Linked DNA regions of Mus musculus: all the other regions are linked to region 2. The links are chromatin contacts, called in public Hi-C, HiCAR-type, HiChIP or PLAC-seq and promoter capture Hi-C maps. All regions are on one chromosome and are shown on one strand. The core of a region is the stretch at or near the end of the contact, and the rest is flanking DNA. Distances in the headings are between cores, read along the strand shown. Region 1 has its middle 23 kb from the start of Tigd2. Region 2 holds the start of Kbtbd2 (kelch repeat and BTB (POZ) domain containing 2). Region 3 holds the start of Fam13a (family with sequence similarity 13, member A). Region 4 overlaps Herc3 (hect domain and RLD 3). Region 5 holds the start of Herc3 (hect domain and RLD 3). Region 6 holds the start of Plekha8 (pleckstrin homology domain containing, family A (phosphoinositide binding specific) member 8). Region 7 holds the start of Tigd2 (tigger transposable element derived 2).

Region 1 (3,775 bases), core at 274-2,773, 2.4 Mb after region 2:
TCTGTCTGTCCATTTGTTTGTCTATCTGTCTGTCTCTCTCCTCTCAGGTGCTTTCTCATTCTTTCATCCTACCCCTCTCTCATCATGTTATATAGCTCACAGTATCCACCCACTTTGTAGCCCCAATTGACCGGGAATTCATGATCTTCTACCTCAACCTCCCAAGTATGGGATTGCGCATCTAAGTCACCATGTCTGGCTTCAACAAAGGACTTTTATGGCAGGAGACTGAATTATAATAATGGAGAGACATGGGTCTCTATACAAACTATACAAAGTAGAGAATTTCTCTGAAACTTCACAGTATATGTTTACATTCAAATCCATAATGAGTTTCTAATTTAGAACAAAGTCAATAAAGATTTATAACTCTTTCCCCAGAATATTTCATTCCCAAGTTTTTCAATGTTTATTGACATTTACCATATAGTTTAGAGTTTCTCACCACAGCATTCCAGGTTTAAAAATATTCATGTGAGATTTGAGAACACTGTCTCAATAATTCCAGTTTAAGCCTTAATTTAAACCCAGGCATCCAAAACCCATGGGTTACATAGTTATCAATAACTAGAAATGAGCTGGTCATGTGGCTTAGTGGTAATGCTAGAGGGATAACAGTATAATATTATCAGCTAAGATAGTATGCAGTGTATTAATTGGCTCTCAACTATTCTACATGTTGTATTCCATCACTCTAAACTCACAAGTATACACCACACTCTCAAGTTAGTAATGTCCATTTAATGGGGAAAAATTCACAAAAATTTGTCATTTTAATGAAAATGCTTTAGAGAATGTTTTAAACATATAGTGTGAATTAACTCATAGAAAACGTCCTGCCTACATGCAAGATGTTTCAAACCAAACAGAATCAACTCAAGTGTGACTTACTGAGCTTCCTGGGGGCTGACTCCAAATAGCCTGTGACAGGCAGGATGCATCCCCTGCCTCAGTTTTTCAAATATGTTCTTTCAGCCAGTCTCATGCTTTACTTTACTTAAAAGAGCATGAGGAAACAAATCTGCCAGTCACATTGAGGACATGATAGCGCATGGTCAAACAGAAACACCTGAGGAGCAGCAGCAGCTTCCACTTAACTGTTCCAATGACTGGAATAAAAATCAACAACCCCCACACATTGCTCAGTGCTGTGAACGGTTTATGTTAGGCTGGTGGCTAAAATCGGCGAGAGATAACAAGAACCCTAAAGCTCTAAGTGAACGTAAGAGAGGGAGTGACACATGTCATTATCCAAAATATGTCTCTATAGCAACCAAGTGTGGAACAACAGGAAAGGGAAACATGGCAGGACATCTCAAACCCCATTAGATCTCCAAAAAGTAACAGGTCACCTGCAGCTACCTTTAGCTTGAAGTGTCAGGAGAATAAAGAAGAACCAACTCCACTGAGGAAAAAAACAGCCAGCGTGAAATGGACACTGTGTTCCTCCTATCTGGTGATCTGCAACTGCTGTGATGACTCACAGAGTAGCACAAAGGCAGCTTCGTGCTCTCTGAGGCACAAACGGCACGTCCGTCCAGGAAACAGCAACATCTTCTGCTTTCACTAAAACTTGGCCGAGCGCTTACAGCCTTGCACTTCCTGTTTTCTCCTTCTTTTAATCAGCTGAGAAAATGAATCTGTTCCTGCAATCCTCCATGACTCACCATGATGCTTTCAATTTCGAAGATTATCCTGAGATTCATCCCGGGCCAGTGTTTTCCTAGCCAAACTGTGAAGGGAACAGGGAGCATGGCCAGGGTCTCTCCAGCATCCTGGAATGGCAGTGGGTGGGGCTGGACCCCAAGACTGGTATTTTTGTTTCTCCTCTTTTCTTTGAAATGCTAGAAAGGAAAACCTCTCTTACCTACTCCTCCGCGTGTTTGTACATGCAGGTAGCCAGGCCTCAGGGTTGTGACCACTCAGTTCTGGAGTTAATCACTGACAATTGGACGAAGTAATTCTTCATGAATTTTACCCCAGTTGAGATTGAATCTTGCACTTTTATTTTTGGAATGATAATTATTTCTACCTTTCTTCTCTATTTTCAGCCTACCTGTTTAAGACAAAATAAAAGGGACCACACGGGATGTATGATTTTATTTAAGCAAGTTAAAACACTGGACCACCAAAGACTTGAACAGAGACAAAACCAGTAATAACAAAAGAAAACAAGCAAAACCTATTTGTCTTACTAACCTAAAGTCAAAGTACTTATGCTACTCATGATGAAACCTGACCCAAGAAAAGATTCTAAGAGGGAAGTCTCTGCTCTATGCATATTAAGGGCCACAGGAAGAAAGGGACCAACTCGCTTAGAAAACTGAATGAGAAGACTGTCTGAAGTAGCATAGACCACATTCTTTACGGAGATATGTGAAGCTGCTCTCAGCCTGGAGACAGACAACCTTTGGTTTCTTTTAAAACACCTGCTCCTCCCATCCTTCTCCCAGTCCTCTGGAACCCTGAGAGACAGGCCCAGTGTGGTTTTAACAGAAAAGTTGAATGGTGGTTAAATTCCCTCTCTCTATCTCTTTCTAGAAGCCATCTGGGAGGAAGCCACTGTGATTCTAGCCACTCCGAAATCTACCCAGGGACTCTCCTTTGGGTTGAGGTCTAGTACTTATTTAAAACAGTTAAAGTAAGTGACCACATTTAATCTGAGATTTTCGGATCCCTACAATCATGCCCTAGTGGAAGAGTAGACTTATTTTCATCATGGAGTTGAGCTCACCATTGGCAGAAAGTAGATGGCAGATGGTTGTGTTACCGTCATAGTGCCTTCAATCTAGATGGAAGCCACCATGTCACTTTGATGGTATCTTGACTAGTCGGCTTGCTGTCTAAATTAAAATAAAATATTTGCTGACAGATGAAGAGAACAGAAATGAGATTGGGAAAAACCGTAAGGCATAGGAATCTCCCCTTTCTATTTTACCTGGAGCAATACAGACCTTTCAGGTAGTTTCTTTCTTTCTTTTTTTAATTTATTTTTTTATTAGGTATTTTCCTCGTTTACATTTTCAATGCTATCCCAAAAGTTCCCCATACCCACCCCCCACTCCCCTACCCACCCACTCCCCCTTTTTGGCCCTGGGGTTCCCCTGTACTGGGGCATATAAAGTTTGCAAGTCCAATGGGCCTCTCTTTCCAGTGATGGCCGACTAGGCCATCTTTTGATACATATGCAGCTAGAACAAGAGCTCCGGGGTACTGCTTAGTTCATAATGTTGTTCCACGTATAGGGTTGCAGTTCCCTTTAGTTCCTTGGGTACTTTCTCTAGCTCCTCCATTGGGGGCCCTGTGATCCATTCAATAGCTGACTGTGAGCATCCACTTCTGTGTTTGCTAGGCCCCGGCATAGTCTCACAAGAGACAGCTACATCTGGGTCCTTTCAGCAAAATCTTGCTAGTGTATGCAATGGTGTCAGCGTTTGGAAGCTGATTATGGGATGGATCCCTGGATATGACAGTCTCTAGATGGTCCATCCTTTCGTCACAGCTCCAAACTTTGTATCTGCAACTCCTTCCATGGATGTTTTGTTCCCAATTCTAAGAAGGGGCACAGTGTCCACACTTTGGTCTTCGTTCTTCTTGAGTTTCATGCGTTTAGCAAATTGTATCTTATATCTTTGGTATCCTAAGTTTTTGGGCTAATATCCACTTAACAGTGAGTACATATTGTGTGAGTTCCTTTGTGATTGGGTTACCTCACTCAGGAAGATGCCCTCCAGGTCCATCCATTTGCCTAGGAATTTCATAAATTCATTTTTTA
Region 2 (3,964 bases), core at 317-2,816:
TAAAATAGAGAATAATTACAGTACTTATCTGAAGAGAGGAAATAAGTGTGGAAACACACGGATTACATACAAAGAATGCTCAACGGAAAAGCCGTAGTTGCCAAGAATTATATACCCTCTCTTAAGATTTCTGGCCCTGATCTAAAGGAACCTAGAAAAGCGTTAAACCAACAAAAGAGCAAAGCAGAAAGGCATAACCTTATCAGACAGACGAAACGAACAGCAACGTTTCACATCACAGAGGCTGGGAAAAACAACTGACTTGGCTTTTCAAATGGATCTTAGATTACAAATAAAAGCTTCATCCACAGTCTGACTAGACGAAGTCATTCTCACCTGCAAAAGATCTGGTCTATATTACTCAAATCTGGGGAAGAATTCACAACTCCAAAGAAATGAAGAAACTAAAATAAACTGTATTAACTCACAGGAAGAAAATATAATTTCAGTCAGAGCACACCGCTGATAGGGCCGTTCCTCAGTGTCTGCTCAGTGAGCCAGACTTACAGATTCATGTATAAACAACACGTGACCAGCACTGTCTTTTTTTTCCCCCCTCGTTTTCACAAAGCTGATATAGCTGTTCACAAAGCAAAGTCTTTCAAGTTTACTATCTTAATTCCTTGCTTAACTTAAAGAGAGGCCACCAAAGAAATTCTAGAGATCTACAGCCCGGAGAATACGCATCCCTTTTCCTTTAGGTAGCTATAAAAAAAAGGAATCTTAAGAGCTACTAGGCCAGGCGCTTGGCGGGGCGGGAAGTGGGGGAGAGCACACGACAGCAGCGCCCAGTCGGCCGACTTAGCGTCCAGTTCCAACCCATGATTTCCGTCTAAAGCAAACAGGTTTCAAAGTGCAGCTTCCCCTTCCCACAGCAGAGCACAAGCAGGCCGAGGACAACAGGACCCCGGCTAACCTGGCTAACTCTTGGTTACTGCCGATGTGCCAAGAAAAAGAATTATAATAATACTTTTTTTTTTTTTAAAAAAAAAAAAAAAAGGGCAAGGACGCGGTCGCCCTTCTCCGGCGGCCGCGACACGAGCCGGGCAAAACAGCTCTCCCTCAGAAAGGACGCCGCCCCGAGCCCCGCAGCTCGCGCAAGGCCGCGCCGGAAACACCGCGCGCTCGGCGGAAGCGCCCCAGTTTGAAAGCCGCCGCCGCCGCCCCGGGCCACAAAGGCCGCCCGCCAGCCTCGCGCCCGGCCGGGCTCACCTCGTCCCCGGTCGCCCAGCTCACCGCGCCGCTCCGCCGGGCTGCACTCACGCGGCCGCACGCACGGCGGGGGCGTGGCGCTGCGGGGATCCGGGCCGCTCGCTTCCGCCCCCGCTTCCGCTTCCTCGCGCCTCCTGGGCTGGGCCGTCACGGCCTGCCGCCCGCGCCAGTGCCCGCGCCCGCTCCAGCAGCGGCTCTGCGGGCTCCCGGGTGCCCGCGGCTGGACCCCGCCTTCATCTGGCTCACCGCGCCCTTTTCCTCTGCCCCACCGGAAAGCCAAAACAATCGGAGCCGCGCAGGCGCGGGAAGGAAACGGAAAGCAGGAAGGGCGGAGGCGGCGCGAGGTGACGCTGGCGTCTGGGTCCGGGCTTCCCGGGCTGCTAAGGCGCGTGCGCGTAGCAGAGCGGGGTCGCGCCGGCCACCCATCCTCAGGGATGGCCTAGAAAAATCAGTTCCCAAAGTTCTATTCAGCGGCACTTGGACTTCTGTGCAGCCGCAGTTGTTCGTGTTTGAGGTGTCCACCCGAGATACAGACATTTGCAGGCTGGGCCAGAGTGGGGGCCAGCACTGCACCCCGGGAAGCTGAAGTTAGGGGAGGAGGACATTGGACCGTTTGCTATATGGGCTGCTTTCCTTAGTTCCAGCCTCCATCGCTTTCAGAAGTTCCGCTTGCTAAGGCCTTGGAAGTATTGGCACCATCGAGATAACCCGCAGTTTGGAAGCGAATGGGTGCAGAGGACGGTCTCCACAAATGATGCCTCCAGCCAGTTTTTACTGCAATGCAGCAGACACCCTCCATGCCCCAGATTTCAAAGCAAAGCCTTGAAGTAGCAAGTGCCTGTGGTCTGCGAGACTTGTTGGCAAGCAAAAATGTTATAGATTTGCCTAAAGATACATGTAACGAAAACGAAACAAAAAACGTTCAGAATTGCCTACTTCCTAACTTCAACTGTTAGAACAAGTCCAGTTTTGAAAATAAGAATGGCCACATATAAAGCATTAGGCAAAGAGACAGACACCTCTAATCCCAGATGGCAGGAGGCTAGAGAAAGGATATCAGGAATTCCCGGCTGTCCTTCGCTAAATAGTGAGTTCAAATTTTAACAGGAGCACATGAACGACACCAGACTATTTAAAAGTGCTGGTTTGGTAGAGGGGGTTAACAGGCCCTCAGAATGCATTACAGAGCATTACAATGCAATGCATCTATCTTGCTTCCCTGTAAGGATACAAAGAAAATCTTGTCTGCTCTCAAATACAATGTATCTATCCACTCCATTTTGCTGTCTTGTAATAATACAAAGAAAATATAGTTAACCGTGCTGGTATACAATGTATCTATCCACTCTAATTTTGCTTCCCTGAAATAATACAAAGAAAATCTAGTTGACCGACGTCGTTGTGAACACCTAGCACATAGCACAAGGAACTTCTTTGTAGTTAATGGGACTGCTCTTCATCTTGACTGCGTGAATATGGAATTCCTAGGTCACGACCCAATAACGATAAAGTTTACAAAGTTTAATCTGGGCATAGTGGCATAGGCCTGTAATCTCAGTATGCCAGAGTTAGGTAGGCAGATTTCTATAAATTCAAGGACAGCCTGGTCTAAATAGCAAGTTACTTGTTATAAGCCAGCCAGTAAGTGAGTCCCTGCCAAAAAAAAAAAAAAAAAAACCAAAACAAAAGAAAAAAAAAGAAAAAAGAAAGTAGCGTTTATATAAAAGATGATGTAGTCCAAATAAGGTTTTTAGTCTATTTAATTGCTTTTGCTAATACCAGCTTCATAGTTTTGATAATATACTATAGTTATCTAAGATGGGAAGTCACTAGAGGGGTTTTCAAAGAACATTCTACTTTTGTTACTTTTTATGCTATGTGTGTGTGTGTGTGTGTGTGTGTGTGTGTGTGTGTGTGTGAGTATGTGTGTGTGCGTGTATGTGAGTGTGTGTGTCTATGTGATTCTTGAGAGGTCAGTGTTCATGCCACCACACTTGTGTGGCAGTCAGAGGACCACTTTGCAGATTTCCTTCCACCCTTGTGTGGCTTCCAGAGATGGCACTCAAGGTTGCCAGGCTTGGAGAGCAGGCTTCTTTGCCTGCTGAGCCATCATGGGCTCATATTTTTTATACTTTTTATGAATCTGTAATAAAAAAAATCTCCAAAATGTGGGGCTAGAGACATGATTCTAAAGTTAAGACCACTAAATTCCAGAGGACCTGGGTTCAATTCACAGCATCCACATTGTTGGGGGCCACAAAAGTCCTTATATTTCAAATAAGCACCAGGGAAACCAGGAATGTTAAACATACAGGGTATTTCCACAATGGAGGAAGTAAAATACTTGCATCCTATCCAAAAACCTGAGAGTGGGTGTTGTTAACATGTGGTAACCTTTTGCTCTCTGTAGAGGTAGAATTCACCTAAATCCCTCAGAATAATTATTCCAGACTCTTCACCCCTAAACCTTTTATCTTTAGCTCCTAATTAATAGACCCATCATTAGGGGAGGTAGCCTGTTGACCTCTATTCTATCTTGATCTGAGATGACACCAGGATTGTATTATACCAAAAAAACTTCTCTCCCAAATTATACTGTATTTAAATATTCTTCACGTGGTACACAGATATGCATGCAAGCAAAACATCTATGCCACAGACCGGGCTCAGTGGGCCCTCCTTAATCCGTGCAAATCAGAGTCTCGGACAGATGGGCATAGAGTCTGTGAGTGACAAACAGAAGCGACACAAG
Region 3 (3,997 bases), core at 120-2,619, 2.2 Mb after region 2:
TTTTCCACCAAATCAATGTAGAATTATAGATTACTCTACACAGCACTTTCTTCTACATTAAGTATCAATTCTCTGATAAGGTACTCTGAACACCACATCAAGTTCCTATTACAGTGGACATGTCAGGACAGCAAAAGAAAAACAACCACACTGGCTCTCACCACAGCCAGCCTGAAGGAATCTCTTTACCAAAAATGATACACTTTTAAAATCATATTTCTGTTGCTAAAGCACAAACAAAATATACATGGGATTGTTTCTTTTCAGTAAATTCATTTCATCTAAGTATTTTCAATAAATTGCCATTACTGTCTGATTTTTGACAATACCATTTTCCATAGAAAACTGTAAATGAAACATATATATGAAGTCAAATGTCACTATCACTAAGTAATTGCAATTCAGATGTAACCATATGATTAGCACAAGTCAGTTTTTAAACTATGAACTGTGACCTTGGGCGGCTCAGACTTTCTGTGGGGACAGGACTCAGTGATTTCTGTAGTGGCTTTAACACACAGCACTCAGCACTCGGGTCTACTTCACCAGCAGTGTGCTTCCTAACAGCCAGGGCTATGTACAGTTAGTTACCTTTATTTATTTCTATAGGACTCAGAGAGACACCCCACCCCCTGCCCCCATCACAGTCCTCAAAAGCAAAGCCAGAACCCTGTGCTCTATCACTCTTACACAGCATTTTTTTTTTCCTTTTTGGTTTTTGTTTTTGTTTTGTTATTTTTTTCCAAGCGTCATTTGGGTAACCAATCTACCTAGAATTATTCAAGGAAAAACATTGTTCTCAACCTTTATTCCGATAACTACAATATACTTGAAGAAAGTCCTTGCCTAGAGAGCAGAGAATCAGATCCATCTATGAGCTCTAACAGCCTGGAGACCCAGGAAGCCCATTCAGTTTGCTTTGCTTCGGTTTGCAGAGGTATTGTCTTAAATACACTTCCCTTAAAAGAAGGTATAGCTGAACCCAATAATCATGAGCAACTACACAAAAGTGTCAGTGAAAGAGAAGTGCGCTATTTAAATGTTTCTATCTGGTCTGAGGAAAGAGCACTGTGCAGAACAGACTGCAAGGTTTGCAGCCTGTTACTAATGATGCCGAGAGCACTGGCCAAGTACGCTGCCCAGAAAATACCAAACAGCATAAGAAGCAGAGAACACTACCTTCGCAGCGGCATGATTTCACAAGCCATCCTCGTGTGCGAATCTGCACGGGATCCCCGAGTGCCTTCCAGTCAAGCCCTGTGTGCAGGACCCGCGGAACACACAACCTGCTGCAGCTGACACTGCCTCTCCACCTCCAGCTGCAGGCAAGGATATTTATCGGCTGCCTCCACATTTACACTGCAGTCCACTTTGACCTTTTGTTCCAGCGAAGCAGCTGAAACCCAGAGCCAATCAGAGGCGGAGCAGTGGAGTGTGAAAGGCTGCTCCTCCTCCTGATCCTCCTCCCGCTTCTCCCGCTCCTCCTTCTGTCCCCACCCCACTTTGCTCTGCTCGCTGCTTAGTGGGCTTGGCAAGCCCCAGCAACCTGAAACTTTCCTCTGAGAGGTTCCAGACAAGTCTGTCAGTCTGTGAAGAGCAACCAATAACTGCAGAGGAGCCCAATCCTGCATGGCTCAAAGTGCAAGAAAAGCCAGCAAGGAAATGCAGTGTCAAGGACAGACAGCGTCCCTTAAGGTCCCGTTTCTTTGAGGCCCAAGTTGGACTGCACCTTGTTTTTTTCTAAAATAAATAAACAAATAAAAACTACCCAAACAGTAGCCAGAGAAAGCTTTTCCAGATTGTTCTAGGCTTTTCCTGACGAAATACCTGAACCCTTGCCCTACCCACAGTTTCTTCCCCAGATACTTATTTACACTAGGTTGTGAGCAGTTCCTGGTGACATCACTCAAGGGGAAGAGGACAAGGTGCCCTAACTGGATTCAGGTCTTCAGGAGATCAAAACATCTACTGGTGTGGCCCTTCTGTTTGTTGTTTTTACATTCTACCCAAAATGTCAACTGCACTTGGAAGAGATTTGTTTCTTATTATATATTCTTATATTTTACAAAACCAATTTTTCCAATAAGATTTTCTAAGTGCTTGTAAATGATCTTTTATTATTTTGTATCTCACATATGTGTGTGTGTGTGTGTGTGTGTGTGTGTGTGTGTTTGCCTGCATCTGCATGGCATGTGTGACTGTTGCCTAAGGGGGCCAGAAGAGGGCATTGAATCCTCTGGAACTAGAGTTACAGATGGCTAAGTGGCCATGCTGGGAACCAAACCTGGGTCCTCCAGAAGAGCAGCCAGTTCTCCAGCCCCTGTAATTTCTTCAGGGCCACTCACTATTTCTAGGGAAGTAATTGTAGTTCACAGGCTTCATACAATGCAAGAAACACATCTTGTACAATTTATTTCATATTATGCAAATTTAATAAGTTCTAACACAGCCTACTTTCGCATTAACCTGATACAAGCTAGAGTTACATAGAAGGAAAGAATCTCAATTGAGAATAGCTTTTAAGACCTTTTTCTTAATTAGTAACTGGACGGGGAGGGCCATTGTGGATGGTGCCACCCTGGGCTGGTGGTCCTGTGTTCTATAACAAATCGAGGTAAGCATGTCACGATGAGCAGGCCAGTAAGCAGCATTGGTCCACAGGTTCTGCATCAGCTCCTGCTTCTAGGTTCCTGCCCTCTTGGAGTTCCTGTCCTGGCTTTTTTAAATCATGAATTTAATGTGCAAGTGTGAGCCAAATAGTGTGTGAGGGCGCGCATGAGCGTGCGCGCGCACACACACACACACACACACACACACACACACACATTTGCTTTCTGGTCATGATGTTTTCATTGCAGTAATAGAAACCCTAACTAAGACATATTGCAAATTAAAATTACCTGTGCTTATAGAAAACATTTACATTTTAGTAAGAGTTTTGATAGTTTATTAAAATAACCTTGGCATGAAGGAATACCTTCTGCAAATAAAAGGCAGAGACACCCACACACAAACACACACACATACAGAGAGAGAGAGTCAAAAATCCTTACGTGTTCACCTTGTAACTATGAACTTTGATCTTAGATTAGAGAGGACATACATTTCCCCCATTTTAACTAGGATAGATTAGTGTAAAGCCTATGACTAGAAAAGCCATTTTCTTTTCCTCTAGTCATACCTTGAAATCTATTAAGGGTTTCTGGTGGGACTAATAAAAAGCATGCCTGATTCTTTTCATTCTCAAAGGCTTAGAGGACTAATCATTTTGCTGCTGTTGTTGTTGTTATTTTATAGTTTCATTGTCAAGAAAAGTGACCTACCCTAGCTGTGTTTTGGTTTTGAATGCATGTATGTAGGTAAACAGAAGCACCAGATGCCCAGCAAAACATTCTTAAAGCTACATCTACAGCCACCCCTAGACATCAGCTAAGGAATCCCAGTCAGAACTATAACACTAGAGTCACTGGTTGAAGATTTCTAGGCAGAACACCCTCTCTGTTCTCTCCACAGATGAGCATCTCATTAGCTGCCTTTACTATTCACATCTCTATGTCACGACATAAGTAACAGCATCCCGTGTTGGAAATAATTTACCCTAAGGACACAATGACTTGACCCTTGAGCTGTGTTGTTTTCTTCTTTTCCTTGTCACAGAGTCAGGGGCCAGTGTGACCCAGGCAGGGGTTTGGGAAGACATTGAGATAAACATGCTTGAATCTGAAATGGGAGCTCCAAGTCCTTTCTTCTAGGCAAGCTTCTCAGTGAGTTTAACCAGCACAGGATACTGTGCCAATGTGGCATACATACAAAAGGCATTTTCTGCTCTGTGAAACTGAACTTACTTGTTATATTGGACAGAAAATTTGCTGCTGGATCTTACCACAATTTGGTTGGAGCAAATGTACCTGTACTCCTTATCAACCTGCATAGAAGTTGTCCAAATGAATCATATCTGCTGGGTCACTCTTTGGGAACAGGAATTGACAAGCCTCAG
Region 4 (3,882 bases), core at 1,355-3,854, 2.1 Mb after region 2:
TTATTTATTCTTCTGGCATTTAAGTTTCAAAATTTGTTACATATGTTGGTGATTAATCCTCTACCAGATGAACACATGGTAAAGGGGTTCCTTTGTTCTGGGGATGAGCCTTTGCTGCTAATGGTTTGCTTTGTCCAACAGAAACCCTTCCACTTAGATGCAATCCTACTTGCCAATTCTTATCATTTCCTGAGGAACTTCACTCCTAACCTGAAAGTCACTGCCCATGCTTACAGCATAAAATATCTCCTGGCTTATGTTAACCTGCAGTAGATTCACAATTATGGATCTTACATGAAGATCTGTGAACTAACTTTTAGTTTTTCTTTTCTTCTCTTCTCTTTTCCTTTCTTTTCTTTCCTTCCTTCCTTCCTTTCTTTCTTTCTTTTTCTTTTTTTAAATGAGTCAGGGTCACATGCAGCCCAGGCTGGTCCTTGAACTCATTATACAGCAGAAAATAACCTTGAACTCCCGATTTGTCTATTTCCTAAGAGCTGGGACTATAGGAATGTATTACTATACTTAGATTAAGCTGATTTTTTAAAACAGGGCATAAGGTAGGGCTACTTGTTAAAAAACAAACAAACAAACAAACAAACAAACAAACAAAACTCTTCCTCACTCTATGCTTTCAGCATCTTTATTGAAAACTCAAATGATTGTACCTGTGTGGTTTATTTCTGGGTCTTGTATTCTACATGCCTATACATGTCTGTTTTCTTTGTTACTGATTCAACAGCATAATTTGATGTCAGATGCTATAAGAGCTTTCAGTGTTGCTTCTTTTGTTCCGTACATATATGTATGTATGGAGCTATGTAGAAGAAAATGCACCTGTCGAGTCTCATGTTAAGTGACATATGCCAAACAACTTAGATGAGTAGCTTGAGCTTGGGTTTTCTCTCTCATATATGGAATCTCAGTTTCAAAAAAAAAAAAAAAAAAAAGACATGAAAATCGAAGGAAGACATCAGCGAAGAGGGAGGAATGCTAAATGCACGTAATGAGAATATGTATGACCAAAATCTTATATAGGAACGAAAATGTCACATATGTACTGATGAGTCCCCAAAGTTTAATATCTCTGCAAACCTACAGGTTTCATGGTTCTCCTTACAAAATAAAATTTCCTTGGGTGATGGTTGCTGTGGTTCACCTTCATTGTCACGACTGGGTCTAGGATCACCTAGGAGATATCTTGGAGTATTTTGGGGGGTGTTTTGAGGTTGAACTGAGGATGGAAGACCTGCCCTAATTGTGGGTGACACCATCCTTTAGGCTGGGGTCTTAAAGACCCAATGAATATGGGTAAGGGAAAAAGCCAGTAGAATGCTAACATTCCAGACTCTCTTCCCAAGTGTCAGATGTGCGGAACACTCCTTTCACCACAATGTATGTGCCCTTTTAGTTGTGTGGTGAAATAAATGTTCCTCCCTTCCTGGCTAGGTATTTGGCATGCAAAGAAAGTGGCTAACACAAGGGGGGCAACTTTTTTTGTTTCCAGGCTGTATATTTTCTTCCTTTATTTTGATCTCTTTCAGAACAAATTGGAGCATTAGCTGATCAGCATATCATACACGTGGCATGTGGCGAGTCACACAGTCTGGCTCTCAGTGACCGGGGTCAGCTGTTTTCTTGGGGTGCAGGAAGTGATGGCCAACTGGGCCTCATGACTACTGAGGATTCCGTGGCTGTGCCCAGGTGAGAATGTTACCCAAAGGCTTCTTGATTTGGATAGGTTTCTTCATGTTGTCATTTCCTTTATGCTATAGATATGCCTAGTAACAACACGTTGTGTTACCCAGAAAATGATTATTTTTAGAAATGTCTGTCTCAAGTTAATAAACATATGAGTTGGTCCAGAACTGAATTTGTTCTGGTGGACTAGTTACTGGCTGAGTTTCCAGCAACTGGTAAATGTGTTGACTAAAAAAGGTGCCCCTTTTATATCTTATACTTATTTACCTTGATCTGATGATTAAGAAGTTTTAAATTACTTTTTTTTTTTTTTTGAGGCAGGGTCTCATTTGGCCTATGTAGGTTCCTGGGCACTGTCAGCCACAGTCTGCTCCTTAACATTCATGTAAACTGTCCATCATTTGGAGATCCCAAAGATTTTTGTATGCTACAATAATTACTTTCTGAAGTTGAGGTGGCAGGTGGTAGGATTTTAGAAATGGGTCCAAGGGTGGGAGAATTGTTGTTTATTTTAAACAGTAAGCTCTTAAGAGTCAGCCTAATGAAAACTCTAGTAGAATTTTTAACAGACAGGATTACATGCTTGATTTTTTTAAAGAGCTCTTTTAGACAAGATAATACTTTTTATCAATCTGTATAGTCGAGAATGTTTCTGATAATTGTGTTTCTGTGTGAATGCAAATTTAAGAGAACCCCTTTCTGTCTTAGGCTAATCCAGAAACTGAACCAGCAGACCATATTACAAGTTTCCTGTGGCAACTGGCACTGCTTGGCTCTGGCAGCTGGTAATTTATATAAATATATGCTAATGCTATGTTAATTTTAAAAGCATTACTCCCCTGCAGTCCTGTGTTATCTAACTTGAAAGCTTTAACAACAGTGACGTTTATCCCTCAACCTCTGTGTATCGCATCCTTTCTTGGAGATGTGCGTTGCTGTTTCGGCTCTTACGGAAAACAGAAACAAAGGCCAGGACTGTGCCCAGGTGTTTTGGAGAATATAAAATATTTGCAGGACTTTAATTTTAAAAGCTACAATCTCTTCTCAAGCTCCATTCTGCTATGAGGGTTCCAAATAAATGTAAAATCAAGAGTTAGGGAAGCGTAAGTCAGTGCACAGGCATACTGTTCTTGCTACTGAGACTGCTCAGGCCTCCATCCCAGAGCAGTCTGCGATTGCAGCTGCAGCTCCTGAAACAGATCCAAGTCTCCTGGTTTAGTGTGCTCAGAAATAAGGTTACCTTGCTTAGTTCGTACCTGGTCACCCGCTTGTTTATAAGTGAATTTACTTAATCTTTTAGATTTACTTAACCCTTAACACTTTAGATAAGCGTTGGTAGTCTTTGAAGGCCACTGAGGCTTGAGTTTACTTCTCTCTGGTCAAATGCTAATTTAGGCTTTCGAAATCTGAAAACACAGTGTCTCCTTTCTTTTGGGTGAGTTTGGTGTCTGTAAGGTAACTGATGAATGGTGTAACAGATGAAGTACCTATCTCCATATGGAATCTATATCTATAATCTCTATCATTTTGTTTGGAACATCACTTGCCCTGTTGTTATTTCAGATGGCCAGTTCTTCACATGGGGGAAGAACAGCCATGGACAGCTGGGACTGGGGAAGGAGTTCCCCTCCCAAACCAGCCCACAGAGGGTGAGATCTTTGGAAGGGATCCCGCTGGCTCAGGTGGCTGCAGGAGGGGCTCATAGCTTTGCCCTGTCTCTCTCGGGAGCTGTTTTTGGCTGGGGAATGAATAATGCAGGGCAGCTAGGGCTCAGTGATGAAAAAGGTATGTAAAGTCTTTGTATATACTCCAGTTCCAAACCATACTCATTTAACAAATGCTTCTTGTAGACTTACTGTTTGATAGCCTAGTGCTAGGTATTGAGGGAGCAGCAGTGAAAGAGACAGGACATCCGTGACTTGACTGAGATTATTTCTGGCCAGTGGATGGGAATAACAAACAATAAATAGTGTGGCACATGGCTTTGGAGTAAGCTTTGTGTTTATCACAAGTTTGTCAGGAAGGAGCTCTCTGATAAGAGCACATTCAAATTGAGTCCTGTGGGAAACCAGCTAGGAAGTGGGACATGTAGATAACTTGGTGAGGAATGACCCAGTCAAAGGGAACAAGAACTAACTGGAAGAGTGGTGGGGAAGCAGAGGTAGAAGGAAGGGAGGCAGTGTG
Region 5 (4,294 bases), core at 405-2,904, 2.0 Mb after region 2:
TCATCTTCTTGGTTTCAGAGGTGTTTCAGTTATCACTGAAGATCCCCATGATGCCAACATCTCTGCCATATCCTCAGGATGTACATCAGGGCACTGCCATATCCTCAGGATACATCAGGGCACTGCCATATCCTCAGTATACATCAGGGCACTTCCTTATTCCTCAGGATACATTGGGGCACTGCCACATCCTCAGGATATTCATCAGGGCACTGCCATATCCTCAGAATATTCATCAGGGCACTGCCTTATTCCTCAGGATACACCAGGACAGTGCCATATCCTTATGATACATTGAGGCACTGCCATAAGCCTCAAGATACATCAGGGCACTGTCTTATTCCTTGGGATACATCAGGGCACTGCCTTACCCTGAGGACATATCAGGGCACTGTTGTATTTCTCAGGATATACCAGTCTCCTGCCCTATCCTCAGAATCTATCAGTCCTTGAGATTTCTTTTCTATTGGTTAATATGTTAGGTTTTCAAAGCCTGAAGACCTGATGAGATCTGAATTATTCTGGATATGTCAGATTATGAAATTTCTTCTACTTAGAGTCATTTTCCTTTTAAAATTTAATTAAAATAAAAATATAGCACTACCACTCCTTAAGCATCTCTCATGTGCTCCCCTTCAAATGAATGGTCTCTTTTGTTATTGTTACATATGGATAAGTCAGGATGTACTGAGGAGTCCCTTTAAGAGGTGCTTGTTTGTACATATTCTCAGGATTGTATATGCTGATATGGGCTCATGCCTTCACCTTAAACTAGTTTTTGGAGAATTTTGTACATTCTTTTGGGTTAAAGCCCCCATGTTCAGCGTTTCAAATTCAAGGCAGGCAGATACATCAGTTTACTGTTACCATATAGTTTTCTTGAAGATTATTTGAAGATGAGAGGAGCCGTAGCTGAGAGCATTTTTGGCCTTGGGAGAAGAAGAAAGCTTGAATATCCTCTTACAGGCCTGGGAAAGTGGAGCTGAAACTTCTATCCACTCTTCCCCACCCCCAGACCCCCGTCCCCCACGGGAGTTTTAGACCAAAGGTGGGGCTTTATGGTTTTAGAATTGGTGATTCTCACACTTTCTGTTTTCTTCAGTGTGCTCTCCTCTCTAGTCAAGCCTGACTCTGCACCACTGCGGGCCCGCAGTTCTTGGCCCCTGAGTGACAGGGATTTGGAACTACCCTCTGCTCTGGCAGCCACCTTACAGCTCACCATGCCAGTCCCAGTTCCCCCTCTCACCTCTGCATGAATAATAAGAACCTGAATTCAGAACCAAAAGGAACCAACCAAGCAACCAAGCAAGCAAGCAACAAACCCAATCGACCAAAACCCCCACACCATTGGGCATCGCTCCTTTGCATCCTCGCTGGCGAAAAGCAATTTTATTCCAGCAAAGGTTACTCCTGCATTCTCCCATTTTGGGTCCAGGGTCTTGCCATCTGTCTACCACACCTGGTTGTGGGTCCCTCAACCTCCAGTCACCTCCCAGCCGCCGATCCCACCGCCTCCCTGTCACCTCCCTCGCCCTAGGTCCCGCCCCCTCCAGGTTTCTTTCCCCGCCGGGAGTCCCGCTACCTCCCCGCCCCCTCCCGGTCACCTCCCCGGCCCCTCCCGCCCCGACGTCGCCCCGCCTTCTCCGCACCCGCCGCGCCCCGCCCCGCTGCCGCCGCCACCATTGGCCAGGCGGGAAGTCGGTCTCCCAGCTCATTCTGCGCCCGCGGGAGTGCGGGGGAAACTTCATTATTACTGTGACGCTGAAGGCCGGGGAGGCCCGAGCTGCCTGAGGGCTGCGACCGCGGGGTCGGCGCTGCGGACCCGGGTGCAGGTGCGGGCGGGGCGGGGATCTCAGGGCACCGAGCCCGCCGCACCCGCGGAGGAGGGGGCTGGGCTGTCCGCAGCTCCCTGTCGCCGAGGCGCCTCCCGGCTCTGCTTAGCCGCTTAGCCGCGGGCGGCGGGTGACCTCCCTGCGTGAAGAGCATCGCGGCGCCGCGGCAGGGGAATTCGCGTTGCGGCTGGCCGCGGGCTCCTCCCACCCAGCTGGCGGGCGGGGCTCGGGGACCTGGTGTCTGGTGCAGACGCCGCTGCGGCCGAGCCGACGGCTGGACCCTGGAGCAGGTGTGTGGACTGAAGGGCTGGACCTGGGGAGACTCGCTCGTGCTGCTGCCGGGAGCGTGTGCAGCTCGGGGCCCCAGGGGAGGAATGCTTGAACTTTGCTGTTCCTGGCTGTTTTCTTTTAGAGTTCACACCTGCCCCACTAGGAAGTGCCTTAAATTTTACCTAAGGCGTCGAAGGTTTTACTGGGATTTGTCTCATCCGGGGTGCTTTGGGGGAGGACGATTCAAGTGATATCTTCCATTTTTTATGTGCCTTCTGTCTCTTTCCACAAATAGGAAGCTATTTCTAGAACCTTTCATTTGATAATTTGATAAAGTGAACTGATTTTTAGCTTTAGATTGGAAAGACAGGAAAGAGAAGTAAAAAGGATTAGCATTTTAAAATGCAGCCAGAGCGATGTGGTACTTTCAGAGGCAAATGACAGTGTCTCTTCTTCTTTTTTTTATTCCTTTCCACGGATATAAATCAGAAAAACAAAATCGGTGGCTTACTCCAGTTTTGACCCCATCTGAGAAGTTAAACTGCAGGAATCAAATTAGATGCAAAACTCCTTTGTCGTGAAAAATAGAAGCATGGTTCACTGTTAGCCAGTTGGACTTGTTCAGTAAGTAGTGGGGTTTCATTGTGTTAAAAAAAGAACCAGGAGTCCAAAAATGTTCTAAACTGTGTTGTAGAAGTCATTGGGTATTGCATTTCATGTTGCGGGACAAACTTGAATCTCTTAAGATCTGTATAACCACTTAAAACCGTCTGTGTAAGTAATGAAAGGAGCGCCCCAGCTGGAGACAAACAACCTTGCACCAGTTTCAGAAATAAAAGTGATAGTTTCCTAATTGAAAGGGATTCTCTTACGAAGGTAGAAATGATGTCTGAAACTCATTCAGGACCACAGACTATATAATGGCTCATACTAACATAGCTGCTCCGTGGGTGATCTTATCACATCTTAATGCTCCCCTTTGCTTTATTTGGGTGACTGGAGGTGCCTGTCTGTGACTTCTTGTGTTGCACTTAGAGGATATGGTAACAGGGAGAAACGAAAGTAGCAGTTGCGGTCAGGTAGCTAGCTAGCTAGCTGTGAAAGATACCTAGAGAAGTGAACAGCAAAATTGAATTATTTTTTTTTTCAATAATTTCTGTTCAATCTATCTATATAAGAGATTTGAAGGTAGTGAAAATTTACTACCCCTATTAAGTGGCAAGAATTTTATAAGGTTCTCTCTATGACTTTAGTCACAGTAAAGGTGACTAACTTGATCAAGGTTGGACTGAGGTTATCTTAACCAAACCCTTATCCTGATATACACTGAAGAACGTTCCATCTTGAATGGCTAAACACATTCTTCCTTTCAGAAGTTTACTCAGGCCTTTCTTCCCCTTTTTCTTTTTGGGGTGGAGTCATGCTATATGGTATAGACTGGCCTCTAAGTTAGGATAGCCCAAGCGTATGTTGAACTCTCAGTAATCCTCCTGCTCCAGCCTTATTAGCCCTGGGATTACAGGTGTGCACAATCATTCTAGGCTTATGTATTTTTAAGCACTTAGCAGAGTCCTGTTCGGAAGTCATTTCTTTTAACATGTAGATCCCGAAGCAGAGGTGGGACAGTCCAAATGCCTTAGTGTATGGTGAGGGGTGAGTTAACGTAAGGCCTCTGAGTCTTAGTTCCCCCCACCCTTACCCTCCACCCCCGGGTCTTGTAAATGGTGATAATATCTAATGCTCAGATCTGATAAGAGGATTAAACAAAGTTAAAAGCCCAGAGGGATATAGCTGCATGGTGAGGGACAGCAACATATCTTCATGCTTTCCCTTTGCTTTGAGGCAGTGCAGAGAAAAAGGTGAGTCCAAAAAGCAGGGGACCTAATTTCTGGGCTCTGCTTCAACAGCTTCTCCTTCCTCCTATTCTTTCCCCTTCCTCCTTCATTCTAAGAACTGGATATATTATATTTATGTAGCCGAGGCCGGCCTTGAACTCCGTGTGTAACTGGTGACCACCTTGAACTGATGCTCCTGACTTCACCCTCTTAAGTGCCGTCTTTCTCTGTAGCCACTTAACCATAGTTACTTGGTCCTGAAGCACTCAGCTGCCATTTCTGATGGATTTGCAAACCTGTTTCAGTAAGATGGCCCCTTTGACAATACTGTGCTCTTAAACATGTAAAACATTCAGA
Region 6 (3,759 bases), core at 480-2,979, 2.2 Mb before region 2:
AACAGTCCTAGAGCCCGCTGATTAGGAAATTCTCCCACCTCGGGAAGGCAGCTGGATCCAGGCTAACATCCTCGGGGGTGGGAGATGGGGGAAGGGTTGTTTCAGTGAAGTATTCCAGCTGCGGAGTCTGGAGCCAGGTGACACTCGGGTTTTTGGAAAGACCAGACACTGAGAAGCAGCCTTCTTCAAGATGCCACAAATAAAGGCTCAGAACTATGGTTACTAATTTAGAACAGAAACTCTAAGGACCTACTAGGATGCTTTAAGGTTCGCAAAGCACACTCTGGTGCAAGATCCTCACTAACTTAACGTGGCTATTCCCACCCACCCACTCCCCCCCCCCCCCCCATTTAGACAGTGTCTTAGGGTTTCCATTCTTGGGTTAAAGCATCATGACTAATAGCAAGTTGGGGAGGAAAGGATTTTTACCTATTACACTTCTATATCATAGTCCATTATCCAGGGAAGGCAGGGTAGGAACTCAAAACAGTAATCAGGAAGCAAGAGCTGATGTAGAGAGGCCATAGAGGAGTGCTGCTTACTGGCTTGCTCAGCCTGCTTTTTTTTTTTTTTTTTAATAGCACCTAGGATCACCTGACCAAGGGTGGCACCACTCTCAGTGAACTGGACCCTTCCACATCAATCAGTATTTAAGAAAAAGCAGTAGAGACTTGCCTACAGGTAAATCTTATGGTTCGGAGATCCTCGTTCCAAATTACTCTAGCCTGCATCAAGTTGCAAAAAACTAGCCCGGAGAGAAGCTAGTTTAAAAAAAAAATTAGGTTAGAAGTTAGTGCCCTGCTTAAGTTCACTTGGCCGAAAAGAATTGGCACTCCACCTTAAGACTTGGCTTGATTTCATTCTACAAACATCGCTGTCAATGAGTGACTGCTAATAATTCGTCACTTATGTGACCTTGGTGGTGAGTAGATAATACTTAAGGACGGAGAGAGAGAGAGAGAGAGAGAGAGAGAGAGAGAGAGCACTTGTTTTAACAATTATACAGCTTAAAGTTCTAAACGGCTGCCCTCATTTCAGATGTAGTCCATTGCTGCAATCTGAGAAGAAACTAGAAATCACCAAAAGAGATTAAAACAACAACAAAACACAAACAAAACAACAACAAAAACAGGGCATTGAGGTGTGCAGTCAGGCAAATAACCAACTAAGTGATATATTATTTATTAAACCTGTCAACCTTACACTAAGGGAAAAAATGCCTGCACTTTAGCCCTTGAGAGCATATTTCTATAACACTAACATTTGGTTGTGTTGTGCTTCTTCTCAACATTCACCTTCCATCTAACCTGTGATAGACACTTTTCTTGGATAAAAATCCTGACAACAGTGCATTTTCATACTTTCATGTACTTAGAAATTCCCCTTGGAGAGCTTGTAAAAGTGCCGATTTTTAATCCAAAAGGTCTGGAACCCCCGAGAGATTTTTTTTTTTTTTTTAACAGAAGCCCAGGTGAAGTCAATGTCTGCGGTCCAGAGACCAAGCTTCCAGTCAAGAGGCCGGCAGTTTGAACAGCGCCTTACACAGAAGTGCATCCGGAAACTACAGACTAGCCTCATCCGAGGATTCCGGGTCTCAGCCCGCATCCTCCTCCACTGACAAACTTGTCATTAAAAGCTGGATCCCTGGAGCCTAGACCCCCATGGGTGACCTGCCACCCGCGTGCGCATCGGAGCCCCGCCCACCGGTCAGCCCCTCCGCGCAGTGGCCAAACCCTGGCGTGGATTTGGTAGCGTGCGCACAGCGCAGTGAGCATGCGCGAGCGCGCCGGGGCGGGCGCTGTGGGCTCAGTGGCCGCAGGAAGGCGCCCGCGACCGCCGCCACAGGGGCCGCGCCTCCCGCGCCTCCCTCGCCTCTCTCTGGCGGCCGCTCTGCGGCGTCCACACCGACTGCGCCAGGCGCAGGCGCAGCCCCCGGGACCCGGAGCTGGTGCTCCCAGGCTGTCGCGGTGACCCCGCCCCCGGGCCCAGGATGTGAGGCCGGCCCGGCGTCCCCGCGGCGGGCCGGGGCGACGAGGGGCCCGCGGGTGCCATGGAGGGCGTGCTGTACAAGTGGACCAACTACCTGAGCGGTGAGTGCCGGCTTCCGTGGGTGCGGTGCGCCAGGCGGCACCCTCCGCCGGCTCGCGGCCCGGATGGAGAGTTGGGTACCGGGTGAAGCCGGCAGCCTGGGTCCGCTGCGGGGTCCACCTCAATCTCGCGAATTGGGTGGGGGGCGGCCTCGCTTGGGCCGCGCAGCCCAGCTGCAGGGTGCCGAGTGCCACCAACCCCTGGATTCCAGAGTCTCCACGCAGTCGATCTCCCTAGGCACCTTCAGGGTCATCCCCCTGCCGACCGAGGTAGTGGAACTCTAGCACCGCAGCCCTAAGCCCTGAAGTGTACGCTGGCGATCGGCCTTTTCTCTCCGAACATTTCTTTTGTTTCAGAACTCTGTCATAAAAATGAATGCAGATATTAACAACGGTGTCCTTGTCTTGCCCAGCACAATGGCTTAAAATAGCACCCTGCCCCCTTTCTAGCTCTTGGAAGCACTTTCCAACTATCCAGAAGTTAGAACTATTCCTCAGCTTTGAAGATGATTCTCAACGAACATTATTTTCATCCAAGCAGCCAGTATTTTATAAGTACTATGCTATATGAACAGTGCTGGGTGCGTTTTAAAGTTAAACTTTTTTGTTAGGGAAAATGGGTTAACATTTAACGTGTCAGTGGGGATGCAGAAACTAGAAATCTTACCAACTAGAGCTAGGGTTTCCCCATCCTTTGGTGGGGCAGTTCTGTAGTAAGGACAGGTGTGTATGGCTTGTGAAGATCTGGCAGAGTAACTTTGAGGAAGTCACAGCCCAGTACAGGCAGAAGTACACCTGTCAGCATGTACCTGGAATCTCCAAGTAGTATAGTAGTTAGCACAGTTAATTCATTTTTTTTAAAATCTCTACCCGAGGGTCTGATGAGAAGGTTTTCCTTAAGACCTGGCCTTCACTTCAAGGATCTCCACTGATGTCAGCAGAGAGATTAGGTTATACAGGAAGAACTCAAAGCTGGCCTGCAGGTCCTTGAATACTGGAAGCCGATTAGCATGTTGTTTAAGAGAAGGCTTGACGGTGCCATTCTCCCAATGCTGTCCTAAATGCTGAGAAGTAGGTGTGTATCTTAATTGTAAACCCTTGAGTCAACTTCACCCTTTACTGTCCTCCTCTGAACCCTAGCCCGGACACACACAAATCACTTTCTTCTCCTGCCCCACCTTAATCATTTCCGTCTTCCTTTCCCTCCCCTTTCTGTGTGGAAACTTTTGGTAGTAAAATGCCCTCTCCCCACAGTCTTCTGTATCCTTCATTGCACCAACATTTTTCTAGCTGTCTCTGTGGATCTATCTTCTGTGATGCCCCTGCCATCTGTTTGATGGTAAGAGTCAACTCTTTTCTTCCCTAAGTAAGAACGGACAGTACTGTTGAGTGGCTTCTGGGCAAAGCCCTAAAGGCATTGGAGCCTTCGCTGCTTTTCCTTTGGCTTGTGTGTCACTCACTGTTCCATGAAGGCTGAAGGCTGTCACACCGCTGACTACTTTTCTGGATAGACTACTCTGCTTAAAATTGAGGGTCGGTTGGCACATTGGCTTTCATTCAACACGGCCTTACTTTGGAAGAGAATGGCACTAGCTTAGGAAGATCACATGGGTTCCCTCTGCTCTCCTTTGCTGTCGGAGAGTGAATGATGAACTTAGATGGAAAGCCTTTG
Region 7 (4,214 bases), core at 1,161-3,660, 2.4 Mb after region 2:
ATGGATCACAGGGCTCCCAATGGAGGAGCTAGAGAAAGTACCCAAGGAGCTAAAGGGATCTTCAACCCTATAGGTGGAACAACATTATGAACTAACCAGTACCCCTGAGCTCTTGACTCTAGCTGCATATGTATCAAAAGATGGCCTAGTCGGCCATCACTGGAAAGAGAGGCCCATTGGACACGCAGACTTTGTGTGCCCCGGTACAGGGGGACGCCAGGGCCAAAGGGGGGGAGTGGGTGGGTAGGGGAGTGGGGGTGGGTGGGTAAGGGGGACTTTTGGTATAGCATTGGAAATGTAAATGAGCTAAATACCTAATAAAAAATGGAAAAAAAAAAAGAATGGAATAAGAGAACCTATATTTGCTAACTGACAATAATCAAGGGAAATCATAACTACATAGCAAATTGATGCCTTATGTAATCATTATTATTTAATAAATTCTTACCCTGTGGAAAGACAATACATGTCTAAGCTTTTGACATAGCATGCCCATGACAGTTCATGTGTGTGCACATGTGTGTGTGCTGCAGTTGTAACATTCCAGTTTGGCACTACCACTGTCATCTTGAAGAAAGCAGCTGAGGTTCAGACTATGTTATTCGTTCATAGAGAGAAGGAGATGCTCACCAGGCTCATAAGGCACCCACAAAATAGGGCTCTATTAATATTCCCTCATGGAGGGCGTGGGTAGTTCATGTGGTCACAGGTCTTGTAGGGTTCTAGAGGCTTGACAGCCTTTATGATATCGGCATCTGGCTTTTGTTCTTCATGAGGTTACAGAAGGGGTAAACAATTGACTGGGGGTAGATTCTACAAATACTCATCAAACACACTATGGAGAAGGAAATTAGCTTCCAAAAGTGGGATGGGCAAGCAAGGCAGGATTTTTTTTTCATTTTTTCTTCTTTAATACCATAGGCCACAGTGACCCCAGGAGGCTGGAAGAGAGGAAAGCCAGGCAAACTTCCGTTTGGCTAAGAACAGCCTGATTTCTATGAGGTTGGCAGTCTGAAAGCTAGTTCTCCTCTGTTAAGGAATGAACAGGTGCGAGTGTTTTTGCGCACTCCTTAAGAACGAGAAGGGAGAAGGGAAGTTTTTAAAAGCAATATGAATGAAATTGTTCTTTACTAGGAATGGTCATTTGGAACCACTCAGATTGCTTCCTTGTAAGCTTGAAGCGGGTGAGAGTTATGGGAAGTCTACTTTCAGGCAAAACTAGGGCTTGTCCAAAGTCATCCATAGGACAGCAGAGATAGATCAAAGATCAAAGGATTTCCATCCAGCAGGCCAGAGAGTGGAAGGGTGGGACTCTGAGAATAGCAGCACAGAGAAGGCTTGGGAGACAAAAGAGGGCCAGTAATCAACATTCTTTCTCTGCAGAGTGAATGAATGCTTGGTTTGATTTCCCTCTCTCCTGGTGCTAGAATTCTAGAGAAACAAACAAATAAACAACCTCTTCTGAAACAGAATAATCCACATTAGGTTGTAGTTTGTGGAAGAAGGATTTAAAAACAACACCACCTAAAAAACTATTATGCAAGAGAGGGGCTCTACGCTGGGACTGGATACAGGTGGAAGTCTTGAAATTCCCCTTTGACAGCAGGAAGTGGTCCTTATATTCCTGCACCAGCATTAAGGTCATCAGTGCCGACCGTCATGCTGGCTGGCCTCTGGTATCCGGCTCTGTGTTGCCGCAGCCGCAGAAGAGGGCAAAGAGGCTCTGTGCACTCCCTGGGCCTTTTTATTTTTACATTTGATAACTAGATTTAAGAAAAATAACAAGTATCAAGTACAACCTTTAATCTCTTAAATTTCACAGTAGGTATTCCAAATATTTGATTTTTGGCTTTTGGTAATTATATAATTTTTCAAAAAACAAAACAAAACAAAACAAAACACCACAGTGGATTTAAGACTATTCATTTAATAATTTAACTTCATAAAACATCAATACTAAATTGTAACATTGTAAACATGATTAAAATATATCTTAAGCTACTGAAGAAAGAAAAAAGAAAAAAACAACATGATCCTCAAAACAGCACAACTCTCACTTCCTTGGACACAAATATAGGAAAATTACCCAAATGATACTAACAGAACAACCTGTTAGTTAGAAGATAACAGAAGAGAGTCCTTGAGGGAAGATTCCTGGAAGGTTACAGCTGTAAACTCATTAGGGCCTTAAAATATTCCCTGAGTCTTACCAGAAAGAAAACCTTGCTATTATTCCCTTCTCATCTGCAAAGTCCGGCCACCTAGAATCACCCTGCGTCGCCCTCTGCTGGTCTCAGCCGTGAGCCACACGCTGGGTGTCCGGAGGCGGAGCATTGGCCAAGCCCCGCCCCTCCCCCAGAAGCCGCGCCCCCGTCAGCGGGCTCGCCCGCGCATCCCGCCCCTCGCCGACAACACGTTCCTGCGGGGGCGCGCGCGCGCACCTAATCCCCTGCCTTCCGGCTCGGCCGCGCAGCTCCGTTGCGCGCTCGCTCTGCGGTGGCTGGCGGGGTCGACTTCGCTGGGGACTTCCTCTGCTGGCTCTGCGTTCTGGCCGGTCAGGCGGAGCGATGCCCGCACCCTGCTTCCCGGCGTCCCGCGCGCCTGGTGACCAGTCGCTCGCTGTAGGGCTGCGGCCGTGACCCTCTGCCTCCGACTTTCACCCAGCGTCCGGCTCGGAGCTTGCTGGCCGGCGGTCTCGGAGAGGCCCTGGTAGTGTCAGGAGGTAGGCTCTCAGCTCCCGGGTGGTGCCTGCGAGCGTTATTTGTCTATTACCTGTCAGGTTGATAGGTGGCAATGTCCTAGACACAGTTGCAGGGGTAGGTATGAGTTATACGGTGGACTGATACTGAAAGGAAAACGTGTTTGGTATTTTCCTATAGGTTTCAAAGGCTCGAGTACCTCTACCACCCCAGCAGCTACTTCTGTGGTCATGGAGATCTTCTTGCACCAGGATTACTGTATGGTCTTCACCCAGCCTACCACCCCCTAGTTGCAGCCTTGGGTCCTGATTTCCACCAATGAAGTTTTTTATCCTTTCTTGAATCATGTGACATCACTTGTCCGCTGTTTCCCTTTCAGTTGCCATTAGCAATAAGTTCTTTTTGGTTTAAAGTACTGAGTTGTTTGCCTGTCCACTTACATTCTAAGAGGTGAGACAGCTCACCTCTGCTCGCTGTGACTTTCATAGGTACTCATCAAGAGTCCTTGCCTTGAAGAGAGCGTTCACTCACTTGGCTGTCTGACACAGACATCAACAGTCAGGCTGTGAGGCTTCCTGCTCCGTGTTTCTGTCTGTTAAGTGTGCAAGCCCGAGTAAAACTGTTTTCTTGAACGTAGCATAAGAAAAAAAGAAAAAGAAAAAAAGACCCATGGTAATGGCAAAAATTGATCATCATGAGAATGTTTTAGAAACCTCGGTAGGACAATATTGATTCAACTTAGAGCTTTCAGTAAGGCTGCAATTTAATGAAAAGAGCAAGGAGGAAGAAGAGAAACAAGGGTTATCTGGAGCTATTCGTTGTCATAGGAACAGGTTAAGTTCTAAAATGCAAAGGGAAAAACTCGGACTTTCGTTGAAAATTGTTATAACATCCAAGTCTTAGGGAACAGCTGAGGACTCTTAAGCCTCCATTTTCTGGTCTCTTTGTGTTCAAATCTAAGTTGTTAATTGTCTAAAATAATTAGACTAAAATGTTGGGGAAACGTAAACGTGTGGTCCTGACAATTAAAGACAAACTTGACATTATTAAGAAGCTTGAAGAAGGCAACTCCTTCAAAAAACTTTCTGTCCTGTATGGAATTGGTGAATCCACAGTTCGTGACATTAAAAAAAACAAAGAGAGAATTATAAACTATGCCAACAGTTCAGACCCAACTAGTGGGGTGTCCAAGCGTAAATCCATGAAGTCGTCAACGTATGAGGAGCTTGACAGAGTGATGATAGAATGGTTTAATCAACAGAAAACAGATGGCATTCCAGTGTCTGGAACGATCTGTGCAAAGCAGGCTAGGTTCTTCTTCGATGCATTGGGCATGGAGGGTGATTTTAATGCCTCTTCTGGCTGGCTTACTAGGTTTAAGCAGCGCCACGGTATTCCAAAGGCTGCAGGGAAAGGCACAAAATTAAAAGGGGATGAAACTGCTGCCAGTGAATTTTGTGGTAACTTTCAGGAATTTGTGGAAAGAGAAAATCTCCTACCAGAACAGATTTATGG

What was found. Promoter capture Hi-C pulls out the DNA fragments that hold promoters and counts their contacts. A called contact is a pair of places that touch in the nucleus more often than the background predicts. HiCAR-type assays count read pairs that join an accessible place to other places. HiChIP or PLAC-seq counts read pairs in DNA pulled down with a chosen protein or histone mark. Capture Hi-C pulls out chosen DNA fragments and counts their contacts.
Region 1: a Hi-C map of pro-B cells shows a contact between it and region 2, with 4 times the contacts expected there. The contact joins the enhancer-like site here to the promoter of Kbtbd2 in region 2. A contact is called at or near these places in 1 of 39 promoter capture datasets (the C10 cell line), 2 of 484 Hi-C or Micro-C datasets (pre-B cells and pro-B cells) and 3 of 115 datasets of contacts at active chromatin or transcription factors (astrocytes, large pre-B cells and pro-B cells).
Region 3: a contact with region 2 is called in a HiCAR-type map of astrocytes, with 4 times the contacts expected there. The contact joins the promoter of Fam13a here to the promoter of Kbtbd2 in region 2. A contact is called at or near these places in 4 of 39 promoter capture datasets (cranial neural crest, hippocampal neurons, liver and 1 more) and 4 of 115 datasets of contacts at active chromatin or transcription factors (astrocytes, cardiomyocytes, large pre-B cells and 1 more).
Region 4: a contact with region 2 is called in an H3K4me3 HiChIP or PLAC-seq map of forebrain, with 10 times the contacts expected there. The contact joins the enhancer-like site here to the promoter of Kbtbd2 in region 2. A contact is called at or near these places in 1 of 39 promoter capture datasets (hippocampal neurons), 2 of 484 Hi-C or Micro-C datasets (CD4 T cells and cortical neurons) and 2 of 115 datasets of contacts at active chromatin or transcription factors (embryonic forebrain and forebrain).
Region 5: a contact with region 2 is called in a promoter capture Hi-C map of liver, with 7 times the contacts expected there. The contact joins the promoter of Herc3 here to the promoter of Kbtbd2 in region 2. A contact is called at or near these places in 2 of 39 promoter capture datasets (embryonic stem cells and pre-B cells), 4 of 484 Hi-C or Micro-C datasets (CD4 T cells, cortical neurons, double positive thymocytes and 1 more), 6 of 115 datasets of contacts at active chromatin or transcription factors (astrocytes, embryonic midbrain, epiblast stem cells and 3 more) and 3 of 9 other capture datasets (adipose tissue, embryonic stem cells and liver).
Region 6: a contact with region 2 is called in a promoter capture Hi-C map of liver, with 5 times the contacts expected there. The contact joins the promoter of Plekha8 here to the promoter of Kbtbd2 in region 2. A contact is called at or near these places in 2 of 39 promoter capture datasets (liver and stem cell-derived epiblast-like cells).
Region 7: a contact with region 2 is called in a promoter capture Hi-C map of pre-B cells, with 11 times the contacts expected there. The contact joins the promoter of Tigd2 here to the promoter of Kbtbd2 in region 2. A contact is called at or near these places in 9 of 39 promoter capture datasets (the 3T3-L1 cell line, the C10 cell line, cranial neural crest and 3 more), 4 of 484 Hi-C or Micro-C datasets (B cells, CD4 T cells, pre-B cells and 1 more), 1 of 115 datasets of contacts at active chromatin or transcription factors (pro-B cells) and 1 of 9 other capture datasets (liver).

Annotation. Positions count from the first base shown.
Region 1 is chr6:59,183,953-59,187,727 of GRCm38.p6, forward strand. No RefSeq gene overlaps it. Among named protein-coding and RNA genes, the nearest start is that of Tigd2, 23 kb to the right of the region's middle. Within about 2 kb of position 1,524, at least 141 of the 459 cell types and tissues checked have an H3K27ac peak or open chromatin away from gene starts, as enhancers often do. A contact at or near this core is called in pro-B cells, where this site is marked.
Region 2 is chr6:56,796,247-56,800,210 of GRCm38.p6, forward strand. It overlaps Kbtbd2 (kelch repeat and BTB (POZ) domain containing 2), which reads right to left and starts at 1,567. Exons shown (of 4, transcript NM_001362210.1): 1 at 1,213-1,567. Gm10209 (oleosin-B6) reads left to right here. Exons shown (of 2, transcript XM_030255710.1): 2 at 1,001-2,180. The coding sequence ends at 1,798.
Region 3 is chr6:59,023,133-59,027,129 of GRCm38.p6, forward strand. Fam13a (family with sequence similarity 13, member A) reads right to left here and starts at 1,370. Exons shown (of 18, transcript NM_153574.2): 1 at 1,180-1,370. The coding sequence starts at 1,208. Gm52905 (a long non-coding RNA gene) reads left to right here. Exons shown (of 2, transcript XR_003956447.1): 2 at 1-1,778.
Region 4 is chr6:58,853,332-58,857,213 of GRCm38.p6, forward strand. Herc3 (hect domain and RLD 3) reads left to right here. Exons shown (of 26, transcript NM_001361966.1): 4 at 1,542-1,701; 5 at 2,407-2,483; 6 at 3,262-3,483. Among named protein-coding and RNA genes, the nearest start is that of Herc3, 24 kb to the left of the region's middle. Within about 2 kb of position 2,605, at least 23 of the 459 cell types and tissues checked have an H3K27ac peak or open chromatin away from gene starts, as enhancers often do. A contact at or near this core is called in forebrain, where this site is marked.
Region 5 is chr6:58,829,811-58,834,104 of GRCm38.p6, forward strand. It overlaps Herc3 (hect domain and RLD 3), which reads left to right and starts at 1,655. Exons shown (of 26, transcript NM_001361966.1): 1 at 1,655-2,122; 2 at 2,592-2,726.
Region 6 is chr6:54,593,382-54,597,140 of GRCm38.p6, forward strand. Plekha8 (pleckstrin homology domain containing, family A (phosphoinositide binding specific) member 8) reads left to right here and starts at 1,730. Exons shown (of 14, transcript NM_001164361.1): 1 at 1,730-2,090. The coding sequence starts at 2,051. It also overlaps a transcript of Fkbp14 not described here.
Region 7 is chr6:59,206,460-59,210,673 of GRCm38.p6, forward strand. Tigd2 (tigger transposable element derived 2) reads left to right here and starts at 2,411. Exons shown (of 2, transcript NM_001081145.1): 1 at 2,411-2,722; 2 at 2,880-4,214. The coding sequence starts at 3,691.